2 separate regions of the Gossypium hirsutum genome follow, and region 2 is linked to region 1. The links are chromatin contacts, called in public Hi-C maps. All regions are on one chromosome and are shown on one strand. Each heading gives the region's core, a stretch centred on a gene start, on an enhancer-like site or on the middle of the called end of the contact. The rest is flanking DNA. Distances are from core to core; before and after follow the strand shown. Region 1 holds the start of LOC107916220 (acidic leucine-rich nuclear phosphoprotein 32 family member A). Region 2 holds the start of LOC107916239 (G-type lectin S-receptor-like serine/threonine-protein kinase SD2-5).

Region 1 (6,147 bases), core at 386-2,885:
TATGCACTGTCCACCTCTCATTACATGCAGATACTATTCCATTTTTCAATTTCTTTGATTTGACACAAGTGATAATACAATCTCTTGAAAAAGAAAGAGTTATAGGGATTGCTTTTAGAAGTATTTACCCCAGTTAGTCGAGGGTCAAGTCTTGTTTGAGTTGATATTCTTAAGATCTGTTTCTACTTTTTTTACATAAAGTTAATTGGTTGTCGGTCTAGGTGGAAGCTCCCTCTGCCTATGTCTGTGCTGATAGCAAGATATACGATGCTACTGAATGGTATATTTGTCAGGTAAAGTCAACTTTCACTTGGTATTTGTTATCATGTTAATCTGCCACCCATCAAGGATGCATTTCTAAGGAGGATTGAAGCATTTATTCAAAAGATTAACAGGAGCTACTGCTCTTTTTCTGGTTGCCTAAAAAAGTTTAAGGCGATCTTTGGCTGTTAGTAAGAAGTTTGACTTCGACCAAAAAATACCTATGGGGAACTGTTAATACGAAGATATCTGGAGTTGAATAGGATGCTAAATGGGTTTCACATGGAATTTTCACAAGTTGTACCCACTGACATCCATCTCCTTCGTGTATGAGACTGTATTAGTCTTTTGATATGAATCATGTCTACACTCAATACTGCTGGATTATGTTGCAGGGAATGAGATGTCTACCTAACACACATAAGCCAAGTTTTCATGTGAACACTAGTGTGACATCCAAGCATGCTACCGGCAAGGGATCAAGTTCAGGACAGAGAGGTGGCACAATGCCAACTCCTCCTAATCTGGAAGAAACGATGACCGAAGAAGAATTCTTAGTGTGGTTACAGAATGCAGTACAAGGAGGCATGTTTGACAACTTTAATGGTAGCAGCACCTCTGCTGAAAATCCATCTACGAAAGCAGAAAGCAGCTCGAAGAGCAGCAGCAGCGGTAGTGGAAGCAAGAGAAAGAAAAAGGGTAAGAAACAATGGTAAGCTGCAGTCATCATGATTTGTGTAGCCCCGGATTGTCGAGAGAGAAAGCAATTTTTGGCCATAAACATCCAGAAAACTTGAATCCATGTTTAACTTGTTCTCGGGCCGTGAGGCATATTTCATGCAGATTTTGTATAGCATTTACTATCATCTTCCTTCAAATAATTAGATATGGAGCGTCATACCAAATATGAAATAGATTGCAGACCCTGGAGGTTAATCTTCCCGGTTATAGTATTACTAAAAAAATTTGCACTTCTCTTCTTACACATTCTTCATTTCATTTTGTTGTCAGTATCCTTATCAAAGCGTCAACTGAATTTCTAGTTCAATTTTTATTTTTTTCCTTTGAAGAAATGCCTGACGATACTCTCAATTGCCACACAAGATGGTAGAACTATAATTCAGGACAATTTCCCTTTTTCTTTACTGAAATGGAAGCTGAAAGGATATTGTATTTTCTGAGGATAAATACTCCTATTAGTTCTTGTACGATCCAAATTTTATTCTCTTTATTTTGATTTGTTCAGTTTTAGTTTTAAGCCTTGAATTAAACGGTAGTTGTCAAATTTACTATTTTTAAAATTTTATGTAATCACAAAAAGATTTCATGTTGAATTTGATATAACAAAGGATTTATCAGCTACTGTTAGCTGTTTGGCTCAAAACAGACTTTAAAATTAAAGTAAAGAATCTAAATCTATAACTTATGCATTGTGTAGGGGCTAATAATCGAATTTTACCAACTGCGAACTATGTGATTAAAAAAATGAAATTCGCACGTCTCATAAATGGGCTTTAAGATGTGGGTATTGGGTGCATCTTTTTTATCCATAACTCCAGATTTAAAGATATATGTTACTAGACTCTGCAACTTCTTCAAGTTCCTGCAATGGAGTCACTCCTACACTCTTCTACGAAAATTGTTGCTCCCACCCTACCCAAACTTCAAATAAAATGTGGGTTCTTTGGAAACCAACACTCTTTCTCCATATTCCCGCTACAAAACTCTTGCCTTGGTCGTAGAAAGCTTTTTATTGTGGAGGCAAAGAAGAACAAAAACAACGATAATAAGCAAGACAGTCACAGTTTTATCCCCAAGCCAGATGAGACCACTGGGTTCTTCCCTGAAGCTGTTCTTCTCAAAGAGGTCTCTTTTCTGCATAAACCCTTGTTCCTTTTTTTTCTCCTTTTTATGTTTTCTTTCTTTGTGTTATTATAACTCTGCAATATCAATTGGGTTATATATCTATGTTTAGTAAAGATAAGAGTTTTTTCCCCTTTTTTTGCTTAGTAAGAAGAAAAGGCCAAGGCTTTCTTATTGTGAACTGCCACTGCTTCACGTACTGTTTTTGTGTTCCATTTGAGAAATTTTAGCTCCTTAATCTTTTTTTTTTTCCATGGAAGTTGAGGTGTGGGTTTTCTCTTTGAATTGCAGAAGAAAGTTCAGGAAGATGGTAGACTTCTCCCAGAGTTTGATGACGAAGAAGAACGTAAGTCAATTGTGGTCATTAAGTTTGTATAACCTGCTTTTATATTTCAGATGAATAAATATAGCCGCGTTGTACTCATGAAAATTGTTTGTAAATTTGCAGAAGAATTGTATGAATCTCTTAACCTTGAGCTGCAAAGCGCATTGAACTTGGAACGCAGTAAGCCTACTTCTCGTAGTTACTTTGTAGTTTCTGCTAGTATGATAGGATTAAACATAAAGAAATTTATGGTTGTTTTCTTGAAAATTTTATTATTCTATCATAGTCATCAAGCTTTTTATTTGGTTTTCACAATTATACTCTTTTCTCTGCTTCTTGCCTTTTAAAAAGCGAAAAATATCTTTGAAATGGTTTAATTGACTCCTCGTATTTGTCTGAGCGGACCATGTTGTTGCAAGAATTCTTGATTCATGAATTGTAGGATGAACTTATGTCACTACTAACAAAGACCTCAGCAAGTGTTGGATTCAAAGCTGATTTTAGAAAGTATAAATTGATTTATCGAACTCCTGAATATGAGGCCAAAGATATCAACATCTTGGCAGCCTTCCAAGGAAATGGAATATGAATATCTTAAAATGGGAGTTGAATAATTCAGGGAAACTCATGGTTTTATTAGCCTTTGTAATATCAAAGTTGCATTTTGGGGTTCTGATTTCTGTCAAATATGGAGAAGCAAACCTTTTATCATTGTATGGATAACGTGGATTTTCTTTTTTCAATGTTGTTTGACATCTGGTCACTTTGTTATGATTCATTATTCTCCTTGTTTATACAGTGCGGCACTACGAGGTTGTTTATTTAGTTCATGAGAAGCATGATGAAGAGGTTGAAAGTGTCAATGAGAAAGTCCAAGGTAACTTGGTGTAAATTGTATGCTTATTGTTCTTTTCATTTTGGGCTATTAGTATCCTTCTATTGAATTCCCAACATATTCTTTTGAAAGAATCAATGAGAAAGTTCAAGGTAACCTGGTGTAAATTTCTTATATTATATCTGCAGATTTCTTGAGGGAGAAGAAAGGCAGGTTATGGAGATTGAATGATTGGGGTCTTCGGAGACTAGCATACAAGATAAAGAAAGCTAAGAATGCCCACTACATCTTGATGAACTTTGAGTTGGAAGCTAGATGGATTAATGAGCTTAAGACCATGTTAGACCAAGATGAAAGAGTCATTCGGCATCTGGTGATAAAAAGAGACGAGGCAATCACTGAGGATTGTCCACCTCCACCCGACTGGCACACTGTTCGTGCAGGTGGTGATGATGAAGCTGAAGTCGAAGATGATGAAGATTATGATGATGGTGATGATGTATATGAAGTTGATGATGATGAAGAGCTGGAGGAGGAGGATTGGGATGGAGAAGATGATGTGGATATCTTTGAAGATGGTATTGTTGCTGGAGATGACGATTACATAGAAGAATCAAAGCACAAATCAGGTAGTGTTGGGAATGAAGGTAGAAGGAATCTTAAAGCTCAAAAAGTTTCTAAATAGGTAAACATTCTTCTTAAATCTCTCTCAGTATTCAGGTTTGAGAGGGGAGAGCAGGTGTTCTTGTAAGGTTTGTATGTTTATGAAATTTCATGACTATTTTTAGTATTAAATGAAGAAATTATATTTTTGAGACGAGCAATGGAAATCATCTACAAACCTCAAGACCCACACTTGCTATGACAACACTTCCAATGGCAGGTTAAAATTACTGATAGAAAACACTTCAGCTGACCCAACCATTGATTTTTTGTTGAATCAACAATAATTCAAGAATTTAATGCCAGCTTAATTAGAAGAACCAAACTCCTCCCAGTCATCCCGAGTAATAGATAAACAATACTAGCTTTCTTTGAGGTCCACTTCGCCCTTTAAGCACTACCACTAGCAAAACCAAGTACAGTGTGAGTAGTAATTGAGAGTAAAAAAAACCCATGGTTACTTCCATTTCGTCTGCAGCCATTGTTGCAACCAGACTCTTCATTTTAGGGAAGCTTTTAACACTATTGGTAATATCTGAAATTCAAACTTGGGAATTATACGCCAAAATCTCACATTATTATTGAGAATATAATATTCCTTGAATTAAATGCACCCTTAAAGCGCCTCGGGTTCACATAATATTAGATTACTTAGAACGTTATACATTCTTTTATTTAAATTCATTTAGCTAAAATATAAGATTATTTAAAAGCACATTCTGGTATAGAAGTTACTTCTATTTAAGCTTATACTATTTTATATCTAGTTTTTAAATAAATAAATTGAAATTAGCGAAGATGAATAAGTAGCTGGGGCTTTATATATATATATAAAAGTGATAGGAATTTTTCTTTTTGTACTTACTCTAGCAGCAGTTCCAGGCCAAGCTAGAGTAAAGATAATAGGTAGAAACTTCTTGTGTTGGCTCAATCTGGTACATGTATACATCTACTTTAAAAATATATCAAAGGATAAAAAAATTATCATTTTGATTTAAGTAAAACGAATCAAAGTCTTTACAAATGGGGTAAAATTATCTAAAATCTCTCATTATCATGGGAATGTAGGATTAACTAAGGAAGAGGTGGTGTTCAGATTATCGATTATCCCCTATATTTTAAAATCTTGGCAGTAGTGGAGTGTGATATTATCGACTTAAAGTAATCTTTGAAATCTAAATAGAATGCTATTCCAGAATCTTACCTTATCCTCGAAAATGTAGGATTACTTTTGCAATATGGTTACGGGGATATAATATTATATAACCATTATCGGAAATGTTACATTACTTGTTTGGTTCATGGGTGGGAATGTAAGAATTTTAGTGATTAGTTGATGGAATGTAATATTACCTAAAAGTACATTAAATTAAATAATAATTATTTTTAATTTAAATTTTTTATAAAATTATGATAAATTATCAAACCTATTTTTGTTACACCTTAATTTAAACATCTTTCCTAATATTTGTAACTACCTATAATTATCATTTATTTATTTTACAGAATTTGATAGTCTTTATGAGAAGGGAAGTAAAACAATTTGTTTTTCACAAAAATATTGCTTATACTAATCCTATACACATTATATATGGGTAAAGTATAAAATAAATAAATAATAGACGAAAATTTAATATAATGTAAATATAAAAATTATTTACCTTTTTTCTTTTTTACATTTTATAGGAAAATTTTAAATTCTCAAATTTAAAATTATATAATAATGATAATTTTTTTATTTTCATCCTTGAGTTACACTCAATCATAAAAAGAAGGTTCAAAGGACATTCCTCATGCTTGACATGTGGTATAGCCTCTATTTTTTTTATAGGATAATGATAAATTTTCAATTTTAGTCCTTATGCTACACTCAAATTTTAGATTATGAAATAATAGTCAAATTTCAGTTTTAATCCTTATGTTACACTCCAATTTAAAATTTAATCTTTATACTTCTACTTTTTGATGTAATTTGGCAACTCAATTTTTCACAATGTCATTTATTAACTCAAATATTTTATTTTGATTATTATCCTGATGTAACTTTTTAGAGTTATTAATGCTATTAAAGTTATTTGTTAAATTAAAATACATTACAATATCATTTTTTTAAATACATTGCAATTAATTTTTTTTAATTTTAAAATATTTAATAGTATTAACAATTAGATCTGAATTTTTTAAATTTAAAAGGAAAAGG
Region 2 (5,817 bases), core at 2,197-4,696, 290 kb before region 1:
AGGGCCGCAAATAGACCATTCCATGAAAACACGCGGATCCCAAGGGATTCGGGTCGGGTTGGCGGGTCCAGCTTCAAAATGATGCCATTTCTGGTATCCATTTCCAAAAATGGCCCATAGACCAAAATGAAAATAAAATAGAACTAAATGGCAAAATAAAAAATAAGACAGGACTAAATTGAAACAAGTCGTAAAAGAGGAAGGACCCAAGGAATAAATAGACCCGTTATAAAAAAGTTCGGATCTTGTGCGGTTCGGGTCGGGTCATCGGGTAGCGTTTCAAAACAATGTCATTTTGAGGCTTCTAGAGCTTGGTCAAAACGACGTTGTATCTTGGTCATTATATATGCAAAAAATTTCTTAAAAATTTCATTTCTGAACTTAGCTTTAAAAAAAAATCTTTAGGCTTTTTTTTCTCTCATCTCTTCCACATCTAACCCTGGCGCCGACGAGTCTCTGCAGTGGCTACTGGTTATCGACAACGGAGACCACCAGCTCCAGTGGCCGGAGATCGCAAAAAAGGGGCCTTTTTGTCCCTATTTTTTGGGGAATCCAAATTCGGGGTCAAAATCCCTAAATCCAGTCAAAGTTCGACACCAACAAAAGAGGGCCTTTCGATTTCCAATCGTTCCCGACGCGGCTTTAGGCGAACCCCCAAGGGTTCGACAGCCTTCTAGGCCAGAGGAGACTCCGACGATGACGGTTGAGGTTGAGGTAAGAACCCTTCGTATTTATATATATATATATAGTGTTCAAAAAATTGTGCAAAAGAGAAAGATACCTTCGTTAAAAAAACTGTTGTGGTTTCTTTTTATATTTCTTTTTTGATTGTCTGTGTGTAAAAAAAATACATGATAGTTATGGCTTTTATAGCTGAATATTACATTAAACTATTAATTTTTATTTTCTTTTCTACTATTCTTTGCATGTGGTGTTTTTTTCCTTGTGTTTTCTTTTTGCAGGCGTCCATGGTCAACGGCGACGACGGGAAGCACACCTTTGTCATTTTGGTGCAATGGTGGCAAGGGCGTGTCAGGCCTCGAGCGGCGAGCACGCCGATGCGACATGAGAAGCGGCGCCAAAGGGGTTAGGGTTTTTTTTTTGAGAATAGTTTAGGTTATGGGCTATTGGGCTTTGGGTTATTGGTTTTAAGGTTTTGGGTTAGGTTATATATTTTGGGCCTTGGGGTTTTTGTCATTTGGGCCATTATTTTGGGCTTGTAATTTACTTATAATTTATTTGTTTGTAATTTGAGCAGGTTAAAAATGGGCTGTTACAATATATAATAAATCTTCTTCTCCAGAAACGGGTTCAATGTGGTAGCATCGCCCTTAATAACGATCAAGGCTGGTAAATCCATTGGTCTGCACGGTTGTCCATGTACCAATAAAAGATTCAGCAACTACCGCGACCCCTGCTTCTTCAAGCGGAACTCTGAGTTGAGGAGTTACCCGGAAGGTTGCCAAAATATCAATATCTTTGACTTCATATTGAGTATAATAAGTCAATTTATACTCTTTTAGGACCAGCTTGATAGAATTGTTGTTACAAGTGGAAGGCACACACAAATTGACCTTTCAGAAACTTTGAAAAGAAATGAAGATTGACCTTTGAGAAACGTGTATTGTATGTAGACTTCAAAATAAAACAAAATAGGAATTTTCTTACAAGACTTTTCCTTACTTTTAGAGTACATGTAATCAATAAGGAAAAGAGACCATCTTCCACTAACCTTCAGTCTTCTGTTTCCAGTCGGGTAACTTAGATGTTTTGAACCCAAAGGTTGGAGTGAAAACAAGTACGTGACGCAAACTATATTTGTAACATTTCAGAAAGACTGACTACAAATTTTGCTAATAAAGATAATATTTGTAACATTGCAGAAAGGCTGACTACAAATTTGCTAATGGAAATAATATATTTGGATAAGTTAAAACTGGGGCCATAACATACCTTGCATCCAATCTTCATGAATATTATCTTCCATCATCCCTTCCACGTCCACGATCATCACCTTCACCTTGGCCCAGATAACACAGAGGGTGTAATTGATGAAGCAAAACTCTCTGCAGGCGCTTGTGTTGTTAATTCATTTTGAAAATCTTCATTTACGTTGATCACAGCATCAGCCGAGCCCTCAAAATGCTTCACAAGCGTGGACATGGAAGGCCTGTTGGCATATTCAGTTTGTAAGCACCATGCAGCAACCTTTAGCATCTCCACGACTTCAGCTACATTTGATTGCATATCATCATTGCACTTATCGACTAAATCCAGGAGTTGCCCTTCCTCTTGCTTTCTCCTAAATAGCTCCAGTAAATACCTTTCATTCTGTTGAGATTCATCAATGATTCGTCGCCCACACAGAATTTCTAGGACCACAATACCAAAGCTATAAACATCTACTTTTTCAGTTATGATTGAGCTTAACCATTCAGGAGCCATATAACCTGGGGTTCCCCTCATACTTGTAACTACTTGACTTTGATCTTTTTCAATTAGCTTAGATAACCCAAAATCCGAAACTTTAGCATTGAAATTCTCATCTAAAAGAATATTTTGAGGTTTGATATCTAAGTGAATTATCTTTCTATTGCAGTCTTCATGAAGATAAGCAAGTCCTTTGGCTATATCTAAGATGATCTTCTTTCTAACTTGCCAATCAAGTGAAAGATCCTGGTTTTTATTAAAGATCCATCGGTCTAATGATCCATTAGCCATGAACTCGTAAACTAAAAGCCTATTGAATTTTTCAGCACAAAATCCAACCAAGCTTACCAGATTGAAATGGTGGATGCTTCCAATAGTCTGAACTTCAGCTATGAAGGACTTGTTAACTGGACCAATGCCAAAAAGATGCTTCACTGCAACTTCAGAACCCGAAGACAGTGCTCCATGAAAAACAAACCCAAATCCACCTTCACCAAGCTTGTTGCTAAAGTTCTTGGTGAAATTCTTCAACTCTTCATAAGAGAATCTAGTTGGCATTCCCGACATGTTGTCTAGATGATCTTCCTCAACTTTTTGGGCTCCATATCTATATCTTCGAAAAAAGAAAACCCCTAAAACAATAAGTAAAACGCATAGAACTATCCAAAAAAGTAAATCAAAGTTCACAATAACCGCTATGATCAGTAGAATAAAAAGGGTGGTCATTATAAAGTAGCAACGAGCATTCGGATTCATGCTTTCTAAGACAGGCAATGGCTTTCCAGGAAAGAGTAAATTATTATTATTTTTAAAATTTTTTGATGATAGGAAAGAGTAAATCAGCTGCAACAATGGCCTCAAGCTTGCTAAACTGCTATCATATTGGAAAAAGAAAAATCTTTCAGCAGAAATGTCAAAAAAGAAAACCAGTATGTTTTGCAAAATCACCAAGAATGGTCATTACTAGACGATCTATATCCATATAATCTAGATAGCTATATATTAAAGGAAGGTACACAGGACCTTCCTCCTTGTCGACGACACCCACGCTCTTTTTATTATCTTTTTGCATTTTATAAAAATGATTAATTTTTAATTTTCATCTCTGCTTAAATTTAAAACTCTTTTAATTTAATTTCTAACCTAATTTATTTTTTTATAATATTATTAATTAATTCAAATATTTAATATTATTAATTTTTAAACTAAAATATTATATTGTTATATATAATTTGAAAGTGAATTTTTAAATCTAAAAAGTATAGAAATTAAATTCTTGAAAATAAAGGACTAAACTTCAAATGTACGAAGTGTATAGAAACTTAAAGTTATAGTTGTTTGATCCGGATCAAATTGGCTAGGGTACTGATTTGAAGAGAGGCATCAGACTGATTAACCCACAAACTGATTTGAAGAAAGGCATCAGACTGGTTAACCCACAAACCGATACGGACCAGTTGAACCATATTAAAAATCAATTGAGCTGTTTTTTTTAATTTTTTTTATAATTTTTTAGTGATTTATTTAATTGATCCGTAAAATCAATAGCCTAATCAATTTGACCACCAATCTAATTATGAAAATTTTGCTTAGAGTATATTTAAACTTTCAAACTTTTGCTAAATAAATTGACTAAATAATTTGACACAAACAAATAATCAATTCAAAGCGTGAAAGTCCATACTAGTAACCATATACAAAAGGTCCCTCCTTACACGTCACGTCCAACTATGCTTTTTTTAATATTTTATCAAAAAGATTAAATTTCAACTTTAATCCCTTTAATATGCCTAAATTTAAGATTTCATCTATACACTTTAATTTCTAACATAATATCGTACTTCCTCCTTCTATGCTCCTTTTCTTTTGCTTTTTTTTTCGCATTTTACCAAAATAGTTAAATTTTAGATTTGGCCCCTCTAATATGCCTACATTTGAGATTTAATCTATATATTTTAATTTCTAATATAATTTGGTCCTTATAGTTTTATAATGTTATTAATTAGTCTAAATAGTTAATATTGTTAATGTTTCGATTAAAACATTATGTGGTTATATATAATTAGTCTTAGAGACTAATATGTGGCTTCCCGTTTCTTCTACATTTGCATCGATTTTTTTATATTATAAAACAATGGTCAAGTTTCAATTTTGGCCTCTAAACTATGCTGAAACTTAAGATTTAATCTATATACTTTATTTATTCTACATATTTTGGTCCCTCTACTTTTATAATGTTATTAGTTAGCTTAAATAGTTAATATTGCTATCTATTTCAATAAAAATGTTGCCATCAATTTTTCTTAATAACATTATTCTAATAGAATTTTATTTTCATCATGATGATTTCAAATGGATATTTTTAAGAAAAAAAATTCTAGTAAGTATTTTCAATTTTTTTTTGTTACATGACTACCAAGTGATTTTTTTTTTAAATTTCAAAATGTCACCCCAGAGAAATTAATAAAAGAGTTTTAACGGTGGTATCAACTGGACCTGAATTTTTAAATCCGAAAAGTAGAGGACTATATTCTCAAAAATAAACTAGGGGGAGTAAATTCCAAATATACAAAGTGATAGGGACTTGAAGCATATTTTAACATTCAAATTTTTACTCCATAATTTGACACAAACAAATAATCAACCTAATGCGAAGCGTGGCTGGAACCATACTAGTTGATAAATTAAAAGAAGGTCTCCAAAGGCTTATCTACCAAGCACACGTAAAATTTTTTAGATTATACATAATGATAAATTTCCAGTTTAATCTTTACACTTTAATTTATATACACCTCAAATCCAACTTCTTTTGCCATTATAATATAATAGTAAAATTTTAGTTTTGATCCTTTTATTATGTTCACATTTGATATTTAATATTTATATTTTAATTTAACAGAATTTGGTTCTCTACTTTTACAATAATGTTAGTTAGTCCAAATAGTTAACATCCTTAGTTATTCTAAATTTTTTACATTGATATTTTTTTATAAAATATATTATTCTAACAAATTTTTTTGACATAATCAGTTCTAATAAGTGTTTTTTTTAAATCACATTACTGTCGAAATTATTAACAATACTAATTATTTGGAATTACTAATGACACAACTCTTTTTATTTTTTAATCATTATAAGATAATGGTAAAATTGTAGTTTTGAACTCTCTACTATGCTTACAATTGAGATTTAGTCTTTACATTTTAATTTGACATAATTTGATCATCAACTTTATAACTCATTAGTTAATCCAAATACTTAACATTATTAATTATTTTGATTAAAATAATTACGTGAAGTTCTCTTAAAAACACCATTCTAAAACATATATATATATGTTTGTGTGTATTTCAACATGAAGTTGGAATGGGCACATTTAAGAAAGAA

What was found. Hi-C and Micro-C count contacts between places; a contact is called where the count stands out from the background.
Region 2: a Hi-C map of leaf shows a contact between it and region 1, with 2.4 times the contacts expected there. The contact joins the promoter of LOC107916239 here to the promoter of LOC107916220 in region 1. A contact is called at or near these places in 2 of 34 Hi-C or Micro-C datasets (both in leaf).

Annotation. Positions count from the first base shown.
Region 1 is chrD10:53,425,825-53,431,971 of Gossypium_hirsutum_v2.1, reverse strand. LOC107916220 (acidic leucine-rich nuclear phosphoprotein 32 family member A) reads left to right here and starts at 1,635. Exons shown (of 5, transcript XM_016845376.2): 1 at 1,635-2,127; 2 at 2,416-2,470; 3 at 2,573-2,629; 4 at 3,249-3,326; 5 at 3,473-4,101. The coding sequence starts at 1,870. The coding sequence ends at 3,969. LOC107916219 reads left to right here. Exons shown (of 10, transcript XM_016845374.2): 9 at 222-293; 10 at 657-1,242. The coding sequence ends at 977.
Region 2 is chrD10:53,719,639-53,725,455 of Gossypium_hirsutum_v2.1, reverse strand. It overlaps LOC107916239 (G-type lectin S-receptor-like serine/threonine-protein kinase SD2-5), which reads right to left and starts at 3,446. Exons shown (of 1, transcript XM_041103276.1): 1 at 1,433-3,446. The coding sequence starts at 3,186. The coding sequence ends at 2,017.